Regions from separate parts of the Mus musculus genome. Here regions 2, 3, 4 and 5 are each linked to region 1. Evidence: chromatin contacts called from public promoter capture Hi-C data. All regions are on one chromosome and are shown on one strand. The core of a region is the stretch at or near the end of the contact, and the rest is flanking DNA. Distances in the headings are between cores, read along the strand shown.

Evidence for each region. Promoter capture Hi-C pulls out the DNA fragments that hold promoters and counts their contacts. Capture Hi-C pulls out chosen DNA fragments and counts their contacts.
Region 2: a promoter capture Hi-C map of neural stem cells shows a contact between it and region 1. The contact joins the promoter of Tfrc here to the promoter of Pak2 in region 1. A contact is called at or near these places in 6 of 39 promoter capture datasets (the C10 cell line, cranial neural crest, embryonic stem cells and 3 more), 1 of 484 Hi-C or Micro-C datasets (embryonic stem cells), 8 of 115 datasets of contacts at active chromatin or transcription factors (the 230-238 cell line, the NIH/3T3 cell line, T-cell acute lymphoblastic leukemia and 5 more) and 1 of 9 other capture datasets (liver).
Region 3: a contact with region 1 is called in a promoter capture Hi-C map of liver, with 2.9 times the contacts expected there. The contact joins the promoter of Rubcn here to the promoter of Pak2 in region 1. A contact is called at or near these places in 5 of 39 promoter capture datasets (the 3T3-L1 cell line, cranial neural crest, hippocampal neurons and 1 more), 1 of 115 datasets of contacts at active chromatin or transcription factors (astrocytes) and 2 of 9 other capture datasets (adipose tissue and liver).
Region 4: a contact with region 1 is called in a promoter capture Hi-C map of embryonic stem cells, with 2.4 times the contacts expected there. The contact joins the enhancer-like site here to the promoter of Pak2 in region 1. A contact is called at or near these places in 2 of 39 promoter capture datasets (embryonic stem cells and pre-B cells), 1 of 15 datasets of contacts at CTCF or cohesin (large pre-B cells), 3 of 115 datasets of contacts at active chromatin or transcription factors (extraembryonic endoderm stem cells, large pre-B cells and pancreatic cancer cells) and 1 of 9 other capture datasets (adipose tissue).
Region 5: a promoter capture Hi-C map of pancreatic islet shows a contact between it and region 1. The contact joins the promoter of Tnk2 here to the promoter of Pak2 in region 1. A contact is called at or near these places in 2 of 39 promoter capture datasets (cranial neural crest and erythroid cells), 2 of 484 Hi-C or Micro-C datasets (B cells and erythroblasts), 3 of 115 datasets of contacts at active chromatin or transcription factors (large pre-B cells, pancreatic cancer cells and trophoblast stem cells) and 2 of 9 other capture datasets (adipose tissue and pancreatic islet).

Annotation. Positions count from the first base shown.
Region 1 is chr16:32,077,926-32,080,625 of GRCm38.p6, reverse strand. Pak2 (p21 (RAC1) activated kinase 2) reads left to right here and starts at 1,284. Exons shown (of 15, transcript NM_177326.3): 1 at 1,284-1,538.
Region 2 is chr16:32,607,578-32,610,453 of GRCm38.p6, reverse strand. Tfrc (transferrin receptor) reads right to left here and starts at 1,558. Exons shown (of 19, transcript NM_011638.4): 1 at 1,418-1,558.
Region 3 is chr16:32,866,774-32,869,690 of GRCm38.p6, reverse strand. It overlaps Rubcn (RUN domain and cysteine-rich domain containing, Beclin 1-interacting protein), which reads left to right and starts at 1,325. Exons shown (of 19, transcript NM_172615.4): 1 at 1,325-1,598. The coding sequence starts at 1,531.
Region 4 is chr16:32,688,568-32,691,267 of GRCm38.p6, reverse strand. No RefSeq gene overlaps it. Among named protein-coding and RNA genes, the nearest start is that of Gm34766, 8.7 kb to the left of the region's middle. Within about 2 kb of position 1,252, at least 38 of the 459 cell types and tissues checked have an H3K27ac peak or open chromatin away from gene starts, as enhancers often do. A contact at or near this core is called in embryonic stem cells, extraembryonic endoderm stem cells and pancreatic cancer cells, where this site is marked.
Region 5 is chr16:32,643,265-32,645,964 of GRCm38.p6, reverse strand. It overlaps Tnk2 (tyrosine kinase, non-receptor, 2), which reads right to left and starts at 1,322. Exons shown (of 16, transcript NM_016788.3): 1 at 857-1,322.

The DNA.
Region 1 (2,700 bases), core at 35-2,534:
GACCAGGCTGGCCTCGAACTCAGAAATTCGCCTGCCTCTGCCTCCCAAGTGCTAGGATTAAAGGAGTATGCCACCTCGCCCAACTACTACAGTACTTTCTAATATACCCATCTTACACCAAGGTGCAGCTACATAAGTCTTGTGGTTTTGGTTGTGAGCCTAGCCTTCATCTCTCACTGACCGTGGCAATCCTCTTCCTACTTGTAATCCTTTCCCCTCAGTTCTTCCGAGTTCCTTTTTCTGTTTTAACTGCCACCTTCTCTGTCCACTCTGTCCACGGTAATCCCTCAGCTTTTTCCCCACCTTGTAACAGGTATCAGTGTTTTGGTTTTTATGTTTTCATACGTTTTTTTGGTTGTTTTTTTTCTGAGACAGGGTTTCTCTGTATAGCCCTGGCTTTCCTGGAACTCACTCTGTAGACCAGTCTGGCCTCGAACTCAGAAATCTGCCTGCCTCTGCCTCCCGAGTTCTGGGATTAAAGGCGTGCGCCACCACCGTTTTCATGTTTTTAACCTTTACAAAGACTAGGTGAAGCATGTTCATTTCTGGTACCTAAATGGTCTTTTGTAGATATTAGATATTGACATAGTTGTGGAATAAGAATACATGAATTAACTCCTCCATTGATAAAATACAGAAAAATAAAAAAATCTTTGTTTTGCAAAGAGGGAGGACCTAATTTAGCAGCATAATCTGATTCAACTTAATCTGGTTAAATTTGTAGGAAAAAAAAAAGCGGTGGCGTCGCATTCCTTTAATCGAGGCCAGCCTGGTCTTCAAAGTGAGTTCCAGGACAGCCAGGGCTATACAGAGAAACCCTGCCTCCAAAAAACCAAACCAAACCAAACCAAACCAAAAAACAAAGTGAGCTGGGCAGTACCTCTTCAGGAGGCAGAAGCAGGAGGATCTCTAGTTCAAAGTCAGCCTGGACTACAGAGTGAGTTCCAGGACAGCCAGGACTCGAAAAGCCATCCCTCCCCACAAAACACCAATTGGTGAATGGATACATTCTCAGAAACAAAGACCCTCTACACACAAATATGTTTGGATCAGCTGTTCTCCGTCAGCTTTGTCAGTAGGTAAACCGTAACTGCAGACAATGCAGAATGCTGATAAATGAGGGACAGGTTTTCTCTGTAACGCCCACTGTCCTGAGTCTCCCTAACAGATGACTAGACTACGGTTCCCAGCCGCCCTGTGAAAGCCCGCCCCTCGGGTCATGACGCCACTTTCAGGGCGGGGCTGTCTTACGGCCCCGCCCCGCGCCCCCGCCGCCGCCCTCCCCCAGGGTTGTGGCCACGCGCAGCGGCAGCGGTTGTTCCGCTTCCCCTCCGGCCCGGGCCGTCGCCATTGCCGAAGGCTCCTGCCCTCCCCTCCCTGGCCCAAGGGGTTCTGCGCCTCACGGCCTCGGTAGCGACGGCCGCGCCCCGCGCCGCTCCCCTCCGCCCTGCCCTCCTCCCTCTCAGCGCCCCAGCGCAGTGCTCGCCCGCGTCGGCCAAGCAGCCCGCCCTGGGTCGGGCGGAGACCTTTCCTCTCTGGTAAGTGCGGTTGCCGCTCGCCCGGGCCGGGCCGGGCCGGGCCGAGCCGCCGCCCTCCTCCCGCCTCCGCGGCCTGGGCCCAGCGGCCCGGGACGCCAGCACCTGCGGGCGGGCCCGCGGCTCCGGGCGGTGGCTCATTGTCTGCGCCCTGGCTCTAAGCTTCGGCCGAGAGGAAGCTTGCTGGGCTGTGGGGACCCTGGCCACTCCGGCCGTCCTTGCCCTTCTCTCCCGCCGGCGCTGCACCGGACGACTCGGGTTTGTTCCTGGATGTTCCCTCCTTTACCAGCTGCGTTCTCTGCAGTCTCGTCGCTCGGGAATCCTGTCGCGAGCTCCTTAAGTTCAGTGTGTAAACTCTTCCTCCTCCTCCACATTAGGAAAAAGTTTTTGCCGGGCTCTGGGAGCCTGCGTTTAAGAACAGAAGTTAAGGATCTTACGGTTTTTGCTTGATCTTTAGCCAGGAGGTGAATATTTGCTTCTTAAGGTTAACTTGGGCTGAGGTTGGCTTTTCACCATGTTTGGCTGTCTGAAACACGCGCGCCCTCACAAGAAAAAAAAAAAGTTGCTGCAAATAACTTAATGGACTCAGCCTTTTGATTAGTTCTAGATCAAGTCGTCCAAGACAGAAGTGTGTTAAATAATTGCCATTGTGGCTTGATGGGAAGGAGGCTCTCTCCATCCCCTGTCTTAATAGAACTAGGTAGAGTGGAAGTGAGATTTGTTTCCTCTTTGACAAATCACCAACTCCCATCGATAGCCGCCAGGTTCTTCTTTACAAGTGACCTGTAGATTTTCCAGCTTTTCGTTTCTAACCTTTTAAAAAAAGACAACCAAACCGGTTAGGCCCAAAATTAGACAACGACGAGCTGAGCTGTGTTTTGGGTGAAGGTTGTGCACGTCACGTTTTTCCCCTGCTGTATTCGACTCTTCCGCTCTTATAAAGTAGGCAGGATATTGAAATAAATACACAAGAATTTGCTCTGGGGATTTTTTTTTTTTTTTTTTTGGTAGAGCTATCCAAAAGAATAGTATGAATAAAATTAGGTTGGGATGAAGGCAGTGAGTAGTAATTTTTAAAACAGGTTAGGGCACGTCAACTTTGCCAGAAGCTCTGTGGCATTTGTAGAACATTCTTGCTTGTCTCTACCCCAGTTCTTCAGTTGGG
Region 2 (2,876 bases), core at 309-2,808, 530 kb before region 1:
TTTATTTTGTATAGCACTCATCTGGGAGAGAAGGAAATCACTTACACATAGTAGACCCAAGGCCTGAGGGTCGTTTAATTAACTTTCATTGTTGTCTAACCCAAATTTAGCCCATAATCTTGCCCTATTATAAATAAGCACATTGCCACAAGCATATAACTACTTAGCCTTAGGGTGGGGTTAGGCAGACAGATCTAACCAGTCAACACAGGCCAGGTTCACAGCCACCATTCCTTGACAACATCCTCTCTCAAAGTAAAAAGTATTATGCTCTCTATATAAAAAACAGCTGATATTGGATTCCTGTATAAAGCAGTTTATTATAATCCTTAACAGAAAATAAATGCAAGTGGACCCACACAAGCTAAATCCCGTTTTCTTTGTAGATAACATCCTGAATCAGCTTAAATGTCTTTGTCAAAGAGGTCATATTTCACAGCTCAGAGCCAACTCATCTAATCTTAGAATAAAAGTATCAGGTAGCCGAGAATTTCTGTAACACAACTATTTCCCACTTAAATCCTATTTAAAAAAAAATAGCACAGAATAGCCGAGAATTTCTGTAACACAACTATTTCCCACTTAAATCCTATTTTAAAAAAATAGCACAGAAACTGAACAGCAATCCAGTCCAGTCTTCTGCCTAAGTATAAGGAGATCATTTCATTTTACGCTCGGGACAAAGTGTGCTAACTGAAAAATTTGCAAATGCAGTTTTCTTACCCTCAAACACCATTTTAGAGAGCTGTCCAACACCAGGGTGCACGCTGGTTCTCTACAGCTAGTTCTAAAAGAGCTCGTACAAAGAGGTCGTATTTCTACGTTCTCCCATCTTAGGAGATGCTAGAGACGTTCTTAGTATTACCTGCAGCGTTCAGACCTATTCTGCCCTAGAAAAATGAGATTCCACACGCTGGGCCAAGAGGGAGAGACTGGCAAAAAAACCGACCAGGTGGTGCCGAAGTTCCAACGTGCAGTTATTGGAAGCTCCCCCCGCCCCTCTAAATGTCCGTGACACTAGTAACCGAATAGAAAACAGCTTTGTCCTTTTCAGCTGTGACGCCCTCCTGCGAGGGGCCCCAAGGTCACCCACGTACCCCGACAGCCGTTCCCTGGGGCGACTTCCTCCAGCCGCCACCACGTGCTCCCGGCGGAACAAGCCTGCGCCTCAGCGTGGTGACTCTCGAACCCGCGGCCTAGCACTGGCCTGCGAAGGCCCGGAGGACCCGAGGGGCGCAGGGTACAGCGGCTCCCCACACCCACCGCGCTGCACCTGCAACCCGCGCTCCTCAGCCCCGGACTCCGCGACACCCCTCCGCCTCCCCGCCCGCACCACCCAGGCCCTGGCGTCTCGCTCTGGTCCGCCCGCCACGCGAGGACCACGATGGGCCGTGCCGCTGACAAGGGAGTCACTCACTAGGAAGCGCCTCTACAGTCCGCAATGCAGCAGCCCGCGCTCCGCACGCCTTCTGAAGGCAGCGCTGCCTCCCACCCAAAGCTTATAGCTCGGCCCCACCCCCCGGCCGGCCCTCTGGATCTACGTCACTTCCTTCCGCACGTACACCTACCGAGGTGCTCCCCCAAGACCGCTGGAGGCGAACTGCGCGCGCAGCCAGTGCGTGCGCGGAGTAGCCTAGAAAAGGCGCCAAGGCGGCAGGTGTCGGGAGAGCGCGTGCGATTGGCTGCGGCTCGCTTTCTCCACCGCACCCCTCCCCCGCCGTGTCTTTGGAGTTGGCCTGTCGCCCTCCGCCTAACCTTGACCGACACCCAACCCTGCGGTGCAAGTTCGAAAGTATCAGCCTTTACTCTTTAAAATATTCCTACTTGCAGGCTTAGGTCTCCGCCAAAACCATATCCTAAAGACGAGTTTTTGCAGCTCAGAGATGCTTTAAAGGAAAAACTTTAAAGCAAAACTGCAAATCTTTTTTTTTTTTTTTTTTAGATTTTAACAAGCAGCGCTTAAGCCAAGCAAAGAGCTACCAGTGCTCACTATGTTCAGCCTATGGAAGGGAAATAGGAACCAATGATTTACTAGGGTGATAAAGTTGTAGATTAACTTGCATGTTTATCGCCATTATTGCTTTTAGAGGGTTGTTGCAATGCATAGCAAATAAAAGGAGTTCTGTTAAAACTGCAAACGTTCACACTCTTTTCTTCCTATCTGTACTTTACTGCCCAGCCTGTGGTAAATTTACAAATAACAAAGAGAGTGGTATCTTAAACCACAACAGGACTACAGATAGCGCGCTCCCAGATGGAGCCCTTAGGGACCCTGGGAATGTCTTTTAAAGTACTAATCTACTTCCCAGCCACGAATTTGACCTTTGGCTTATCTGCTCTAAAATTCAACGCGTATTTGGGATTTACTAACTGCTGGTCCCTTTAGACCCTTCTTTGTCCAAATTGTACTACTCCAGAAAATATATATAAAGCCAGAGCACACAGCCATTGAGAGATCTCTGAAATTCAGACCATAAGCAGGTCTTGGTGGCACAGGCCTTAATTCCAGTGAAAGGCAGAGCAGGCATATCTCTTGAGTTCAGGCCAGCCTGGTCTACATAGAGAGTTCCAGAACAACCAGGGCTACAAAAAGAAACCCTGTCTAAAAACAATAAAACAAAAAACAAAAAAGGAAGAGGAAGAGGAAGAAGAGGGGGTAAGGAAGAGGAGGAGGGAGAGGGGGATGGGAGAGAAGAGGAAGAGGAAGGGGAAGAGGAAGAGGAAGAAGAAAAAAAAAAGAAGAAATAATGATTCCGGCTATAGACTGAGTCCCTGTAAGAGAAGCACAGAAGCACACAGCAGTGTTTGGTACCCCCATAGCTCAGAATTTGGAGCAGAAAGATGGGTGACTTCCAGGCCAGCTTAGGCTGTACAGC
Region 3 (2,917 bases), core at 76-2,575, 790 kb before region 1:
GAATTGAACTCAGGACTTTCAGAAGAGCAGTCAGTGCTCTTAACCACTGAGCCATCTCTCCAGCCCCATTCTCTCTTGTTTCTTGCAGCTGATTTGTCTTACTCTTGACTATCATGCACAGACTAGTCTAGGGATCACCAGTCTATCTACTTCGCTCTTACCTCTAATGAGATACCTACTCTATCTCCTTTCCACATTGTAAACTTAGCTTTGTAAGCACATTTGCCATACCCTCTCATTTGATAAAACTCACTGTTCTATGGCTGATTCCAACTCCTTAACATGTCATTTCATAACCTGGTCTTGCTTGCATGAGAATGCCCACATCATTGTGTCCCACTCCTTTGCTTTAAAAAAACTTTATATATGTGTATATATACTGGGTGTGTATACACATTTAGTGCATGCATGCATGTACATTCATGGGGAGAGAATAACTCTCAGGAGTTGGTTCTCTCCTTCCACCATGGAGGTCTGGGGTTTGACCTCTGGTGGTTAGTTTCGGTAGCAAGCTTCTTTACTTACTGAACCATCTTGCCCTTTCTCAGTTTTGATTACTAAGAAGCAACGATTTTCAAAACTGCTATTTTCTTAATACCTGTGAGAGCTGTTTTGTCCATCTTCCTGCCTCTCCTCCCCTCCTTGTTAAACTCTTATCCTAGAAACTGCTCTGCATGGCTTTGGTGGTGTATGCTTATAATCTCAGCATTCTGGAGGCTGAGGGTCTTGACTTTGAGCCCAACCTGTGCTACAGTACCAAAACAGGGTGGAGAATTGACTCAAGGGTTAACTATCTGTTCTTGTAGAGGGTCCCTGTTCCGGTGCCTTCACGGGCACCTTACAAGCATGTGATGCACATACACTCAGGCACACGCATATACATTTAAGAATATTTAGAAAAAGAAAACAGTAACCTGTACCCCGACATCACTCCTGCAAGAGACCTTCCCTCAAAGTCTTCCTAGCCTTTCTACTGCCCTTTTCTGGTTCAGTTTGTGATCTCTTGGTGTAAATGCTTGGAGTCTTCCAACACCAAGAAGTATTAAATCAGGAATGGACTGAAGTGAAGTTAATCGAGTTAGGATTATATCAGTTTTATTGTCTATTTTAACCTCCGACAGAGTCTGATTTCCTGAGTAAAGTGTGACAGGAGTTCGCCCTCGAATTCCTGACTGTCGTTAGTTACATGGAGCTTTTAATCAAGGTTCCCTGCCCAGGGAAACTCGCCTAGCACATCACGTGTACCCAGGTTAGGGGAGCCTGGGATTGGATGGGGCAGTGCATGCCGGGAGAAGGATGGCCTTCGAAGGGCTTTTTGGGAATTGTAGTTCTTGGAGCCGGAAGTGGGGGTGGCAGGGGTAGAGCGGCAGCTGAGGCAGCAGTCCTTGACTCTGTCGCTGTCAGGGTGTAGTGCATGGTTCTAAGCTCACCAGCCATGGTGCCTCCCCTCTCTTGAGGGTGCTCCGGGTACCCTGGCGGTCGAAGCGGCCTGGAGCCTCTCTCTGGCCCCGAGACGGCCTTATAGTCCGGATGCGTCCGGAGGGCGCGGGAATGGATCTTGGCGGCGGCGATGGGGAGCGTCTGCTAGAGAAGAGCAGGTGGGCTGGGAGCGGCTGGCAGTCGGGGCTGCTTGCGTGCGCGGGAGCACAGGGAGACTTGGCTGGCATGACACGCAGTGCGGGGCGCGGCATCCTGTAGAGCTACTGTTCAAGTGACTTGTTTGGGAAGAATTTCCAAGAGGAGGGACTGGTGGGGCGTGTATAAGGACAAGGGAGGAGATGAATTTAGGGACGGTGAGCAACTGTGGGTATGATTCTTTGAGGGCCAGGGAAGACAGTGAAGAAACTAAGATACAAGACTGCCAGAGGAGAGGTGGACATTGAGAGTCTGGGAGAAAGGACTGAGGTGCTGTAGTGAGATTTTTATAGGCCAAAGTCTATAGATAAGAGCAGAAACAAGATTGGTGCCCTGCGTTAAAACTTGTGATAACCCAGACCGATTTTAAAAGGGTGCTAAGATATTCTGGGAGCTACGGTTTTAGATTACAATGGCTCAGCAAGGTTAGGAAGAGATGAATGTGGGTGAGGAGGAGAGGTAGGCCCGTGGGTTAAAAGAAACTGATTGCACTGGGTGTGGGCTCGCTGAAGGGACAGAAATCATGTGCATGTCCTTTGTCAGTGAGATGCTGCTGCCCTGAGAGGACCTCTGTTTCTTTTTTCTTCAGCCCCTTTGCTGCTTCTCCACAATGCAAACTAAATAAGCTCAAGTTTTTGTGGAATTATTGTCAGAAAACCTTAGCTTCTAGAAATAGGGGGATTATTTTCTTTTTAAATTTAAACAACTACACTTATGTGTGTGTGTGTGTGTGTGTGTCCTACTTAGGATTGCTTCATTAACAACTGGTCTTAGGTTGGGAGTGTAATTCAGGGTAGAGTGCTTGCCTAGCATGCAGGCAGCCCTGGGCTCCATCCTCAGCACCACAAGAACAACAGAAGCAGGGTCTCAACATCTTAAGAGGATGCAGGAGCAGAGGCACAGTAGAAATATGGCGTGAGGGAGTTTTTCTTGACACTTAAAATAGGTTTAGTACAATGATGGTCTCCAGAGCAGGTGAAGTCCCACGACTAGAAGCAAAATAATTTACCTTAAAATATTCCTAGGGGAGAGCTGAAAAGTGTCTGGGTGAAAATATTTCTGCTATGATATAGCCTGTGGCCTACTGAATTAGTAGAGCTTGGCGTTCTTGACCGAGGTCTATGAATGGTGCATACTAAATGAAACTAGATGTCTTACTTCTCCTTTCAACATTTTAGTTTCTGCTTTTTTATACTTGGCTATTTATTTTTCTCCAGATGTCTGTGAAGCGTTTTATGTAAATGGTACCCTGCAGCTGGTAAGCAAGCTTTAGGGCTATTTG
Region 4 (2,700 bases), core at 3-2,502, 610 kb before region 1:
AGTTACTGCCCATCCCGGGGCGTAGTAGTGGGGTAATGAGTGAGCAGCTAATCAGGAGCTGACATGTCACATGGAGGGGTATATAAGCAGCATCATTTTCCTTGTTTGGGGTTGTTCTTCTTTCGCCTATGCAATCAATGCTCTCCCAGTAAACGTGTGCAGAAGGATCCTGTTGCAGCGTCATTCTTCCTGGCCAGTTGAGCGTGTGCAAGAGAAATGTTAACAAAATAATGTCTTACACAACAAGAGTTTATCCACAGAAGGCAAAGTATGTAGTGTTTCAAGGATGTTCAAGATGAAAAGTCAGTAGCATAAAACGTGAACAATTTAAAAGTAGTTTACAGTGCTGGAGATATTGGATCAGTAGATGAGAGAGTCTGCTACTCTTGCAGAGGAACCATGTTCTGTTCCCAGAACTTACCTGTGGTTGCTCACAGTTTCCTGGAATCCGGTTCCAGGGGAGCTGACGCGCTCTTCTCGTCTCAGACACATACGCATACACACAGGAAATCATACATACATACATACATACATACATACATACATACATACATACATGCACAGACATACAGGCAAACACTCATGCATATAAAATAAAAATAAATAAATCTTAAAAAAATAAGAAGCAGTTTATAATTTAACATTCACCAGATGTACTTATTTTTATAAGATTAATACATACATGTCTGCACAGATAAAACTAATATATCAAGTTTCACGTATTTTTCTGACTAATTAACTTTTCTAATGCGCTCTGCTGACTGTCCCAATTCTACAATGGGCATTACAGCAGTCATAAAAAACAACAAAGAGTAGCCAGGCGTGGTGGTGCACGCCTTTAATCCCAGCACTCAGAGGCAGAGGCAGGCGGATTTCTGAGTTCAAGGCCAGCCTGGTCTACAGAGTGAGTTCCAGGACAGCCAGGGCTGTACAGAGAAACCCTGTCTCGAAAAAACAAAAACAAAAACAAAACAAAACAAAACAAAACAGCCCTGACTGCTCTTCCAGAGGTTCTGAGTTCAAATCCCAGCAACCACATGGTGGCTTAAAACCATCCGTAATGGGATCTGATGCCCTCTTCTGGGGTGTCTGAAGACAGCTACAGTGTACTTACATATAATAAACAAACAAACAAACTTTAACAAACAAAAACCAAAGAAGACAAATAGAAGGAAGGTCAACACAGCACAAGGGAGTAGTGCCGGGACTTCCGGTGGAGTCGCTGCGTGCTCTGCCTGAGCCTTTAATATCCTAGCACTTAACTCCTGGAGCACTGGTTTCTCTCCCTGGCTCTGGTTGGCCTCCTTCAGAGCCTCCATAACTGTCCATAGAAACAGGGTTCTAATGTCCTTTCTCTTTGCATTAGACCCTAGCTGATCCCCGTTTTGTACCAGATGGTAGGCGAACATATTCCTTCCCAAGTTTACCTGGGCTGAGTCCCTACCAGCAGGGTTTAGACTCTTAAATGATTTGCTGGGAAACGACTTCATACAACCTTAGCCCCCTACACTCTCAAATTTAACTCAAATGGGTAGTGTCTCATCTTACCGGTAGGTGGCGCTGTCGACACAAACGTGCAATTGCTCAGGTTCTGCAGATCAGTTTCAAGCAATCCTTGATACAGAGTATCCAAATATAAGGCCCTGGGAGCAAAGGTACTATCTACTACCTCCACTACTTACATCTGTCTCATACATGTTTGAGAAACGGAATAAATTTAAGGAAAAACCGCACAGTTTAGTTTCTCATCTTAGCATTTTACCTGGCGGCGGCTGGCAGCTGCGGGACCGCCATTGAGAACTCCTGCATCCAGAAGCCAGGGGAGCCATTCTCCAAGTTCAAAGTTCCATAAAAACTAAATTGCTTCAAATTAAAAACACCTTTTGCCTCCAAAGTGCAAGGGGGGGGGCATGCTAGATTCTTCTTTCCCTTTGGCCACACTATTGTTAAGTGGATCAATCCAGCTTAAAGAGAGTGTCCTCCTCCACCCCCATCTACAGACCAAAAGGAACCCAGCAGGCTTGTTATTCACCAGGATATGAGAAGCACCTTCAAACCTTCAACCTCTCTCCCCCAAACCCCAACAAAAAGAGAATGGGTCAGGAGCAAGCCAGTCCATTCTGTGAGCTAACAGCTAACCACTGAAACACGGTCACCCCATGTCACTTTCCTGGTAATTTTATTATCTACCAAGTCAGCAGAGTCGCTTTCTGGGGAACCACCTCCCTGGGTACACAATGACACAGAGCATTTGCCATTTTGCCACAATGATGTCACTCCCAGGGGCACAGACTGTCTATTCAGCTTGTGTTCTGTCAACAGGGCTGACAGATTGCCCAACAAACCCTGAGTTTATTCCCCAGGCTGGGTAAACCCGAATCGGCTTCTGCTACACACAGTAACATTGCAAGAGCTAGCAGGTTGACCAGGCAAAAACCAACAGGAAGACCTGGGGTGTAGGAAACACAGCCAAAACAGTGCATTGCATTCCTGATTCATTCTCTCTCTCTCTCTCTCTCTCTCTCTCTCTCTCTCTCTCTCTCTCTCTCTCTCTCTCACACACACACACACACACACACACACACACACACACACAAACAACCGCAGTGTCCTGCTCCTACAAAAGCCTTCTGAAATACACTCTTTACAACAGATTCTTACATGCTGGCAACTCACGCAACAGTGTTTTGTTTGTTTGTT
Region 5 (2,700 bases), core at 73-2,572, 570 kb before region 1:
GAAATAAAGACAGAGGCTGTAAGCTGTCAACCAAGACCACCTGAACCAGGAAAGAGGTGGGTTCATATGCCAACAAGAAATCAAATCTACCCATTGGCCTGCAGGCTCCACCTCTAGGCGGCGCCAAGAAGGAGCCACGGTCGCGGGGAGGTGAGGAGGTCTTAATAGGATACCACAGGCTTCTCTATTTGCCAGCTTCTAGAGTGAGGTCAAGGCATGGGTAGCAGCCGCTGGTACAACCTCCCTTCCCATTCCATTCAGAAATGAAGACCTCACCAGTTGCTCTCTGCAGTTCTACCCATCCTTGGCTTTGGGCCCACAGCATAATCAACCGTGACAAAACCGTGTGGCAAGGCGCAGGCCAGGCTCGTGCCCAAGTCACTACTGGCTGCCACACTCACGTGATCAACAGGACTACAAGATAAGGCACAGCGGCTAATGCAACACTATCCATTTTCCCTTTCGGGAGGACTTGAGGCCGGTGATGCAGGTTGCACAACAGCTTGCACAGAGACACACCTACCTCCACCAGCAGATAGGTGAAGGGGATGACTTAGTCCCTGGGGCTATCCTGCCTTCTCTTCCCTCTGCCTATACCAGGCAGCCACTCAAATGGTTCCACATCCAGTCTAGACTTGAAAGCGGTGACTACTCCACTACAGCAGCTGCTACTTACAATTATATGTGGTGGGTGCTTGCGTGTGTGTGTGCGCGTGCGTGCGTACGTGTGTGTATGTGTGTGTTCGTGAGGGGTGATGCCCAGGTTGGTCAACTAGAGAGGACAAGGGATGTTTGGAACCCATTCTCCGATGCTTCTAATCATATCAACTCCGATAACAATATTGGCCATCCGTACCTGAGTTTCCAGCTGTCCCCAGGCAGACACTGCTTCGAGGATGCTCAGACTTGAGGTAGCAGAAAGGATCTTGCAGGCCAGTGCCTACCCTCCAGCAATATCTTCCAAAGGTCAGGTTCACAGCGCTCTTCTGCTCCCCAATCCCCTACATCTTCCTGCATTACTCTTGGCACTAGAGCAACCCTGATGCCAGCAAGGAAGGCAGCTTGCCGATTACCACCTCCTTCGCCGTCTGCGCCTGCGGGTCCTGTGTCCCTCTTGGAATCCCTCTCCCCCTGAGGACCCTTTACCGTTCAGATACGTCTCCTGAACAGCCCACACTACCTGGCCCTCTTGCACCCCGGGCAGCCAATTTGCTTCCTGCACCCCCAGGCGCCCCTCTCCTTCAGGCCCTCGGGGCCCTACAGGCCTGGCTCTCCCCAGCAGCTCGAGTCTGTCCCCACTCGCTAGGGATGCTCCAAGGACCACCGCCTCCCCGCCCAGATGCCTGCAGCTCTCCCAGCTGCGCTCGTCCGAACTTTCGAGCTCCTCCGTGCGCGGGCAGGGGCCGTGAGCCAACTCGGGCAGCTCCTCTGGCTGCCGCAGAAGCCTGCGTGGGCTGCCCTCCCCGCGCTCCTGCACCCCGGCACGGGCCTCGCCGCGCTCCTGCACTGCGGGGCCGCCTCCCCCCTTCTCCTGCTGCTGCCTGCGGGGCCCCAGGCCCTCCTCCTGCGCCACCGGCCCGCCGGCCGAACCCGTCCAGCGCGCCCGGCGCCTCCAGTCCGCGGCGTCGGGCGGCCCCCACACCACCCCCAGACTAGGCTCGTGACCGCGGCCGCCCCGCTCCTGCACCCCCAGCCCCACGCCGCCCTCCTCCTGCACGGCCGGACCCACCCCGCCCTGCTCCTCCACGCCGAGCTTCAGCCCGCGAAGAAGCTGCGGGCCCCAGCTGAGCCGCCCGACGCGCGCCGGCTGCTGCTCCGGCAGCGCGGGGCTCAGCCCGCCGCGCTCCTCCTGCGCCCCCCGCCGCCGACCCCCCGCGCCCGCCGCGCCGCGCACGCGCCTGCCCCCCAGAGGCCGCGCGCTCCCGCCCCTCCAGATGGTGCTGCCCTGCGCGCCCCCGCCCCGCGGCTTCCGCCTCGGCCCCAAGCGGGCCCGGCGTCCCGCCCTCGCCGCCCACACTCGACCTCGGCCACCCCGGCGCCGCGCCGCAGGTGCTGCGGCCCCGCGAGCCGGCGGCCCTCCAGCCGGGTTCTCAGAGCCCGCGCGCGCCTGCGCCGCCCTAGGGGGTGGGGCCCGCTGGGGTCGCTCCGCCTTCTTAAAGGGCCCTGGTCCATACACACACACACACACACACACACACACACTCAAAAAAAAAAAAAATGAAGTTCAAAATTAGGAGGTTTCATCGATTAATAAATTCAAGTGAGAACAAGTCCTGGAATAAGAGTCTGAATTTAGCCAGTACTTGGGAGGTAGAGCAGACAGATTTCTGAGTTCGAGGCCAGCCTGGTCTTCAAAGTGAGTTCCAGGACAGCCAGGGATACCCAGAGAAACCCTGTCTCACAGCCAGGGATACACAGAGAAACCCTGTCTCGGAAAAAAAAAAAAAAAAAAAAAAAAAAAAGTTACAGGAGCTCACCCCAGGCAGTCAAGGTCAAATGTAACATAGCTTAGCTAGAGAAAGGAAAGGAAGGAAGGAAGGAAGGAAGGAAGGAAGGAAGAAAGAAAGAAAGAAAGAAAGAAAGAAAGAAAGAAAGAAAGAAAGGAAGGAAGGAAGGGAATAAGAAAGAAGGAAGAGAGAGAGAAGAAGAAGAAGAAGAAGAAGAAGAAGAAGAAGAAGAAGAAGAAGAAGAAGAAGAAGA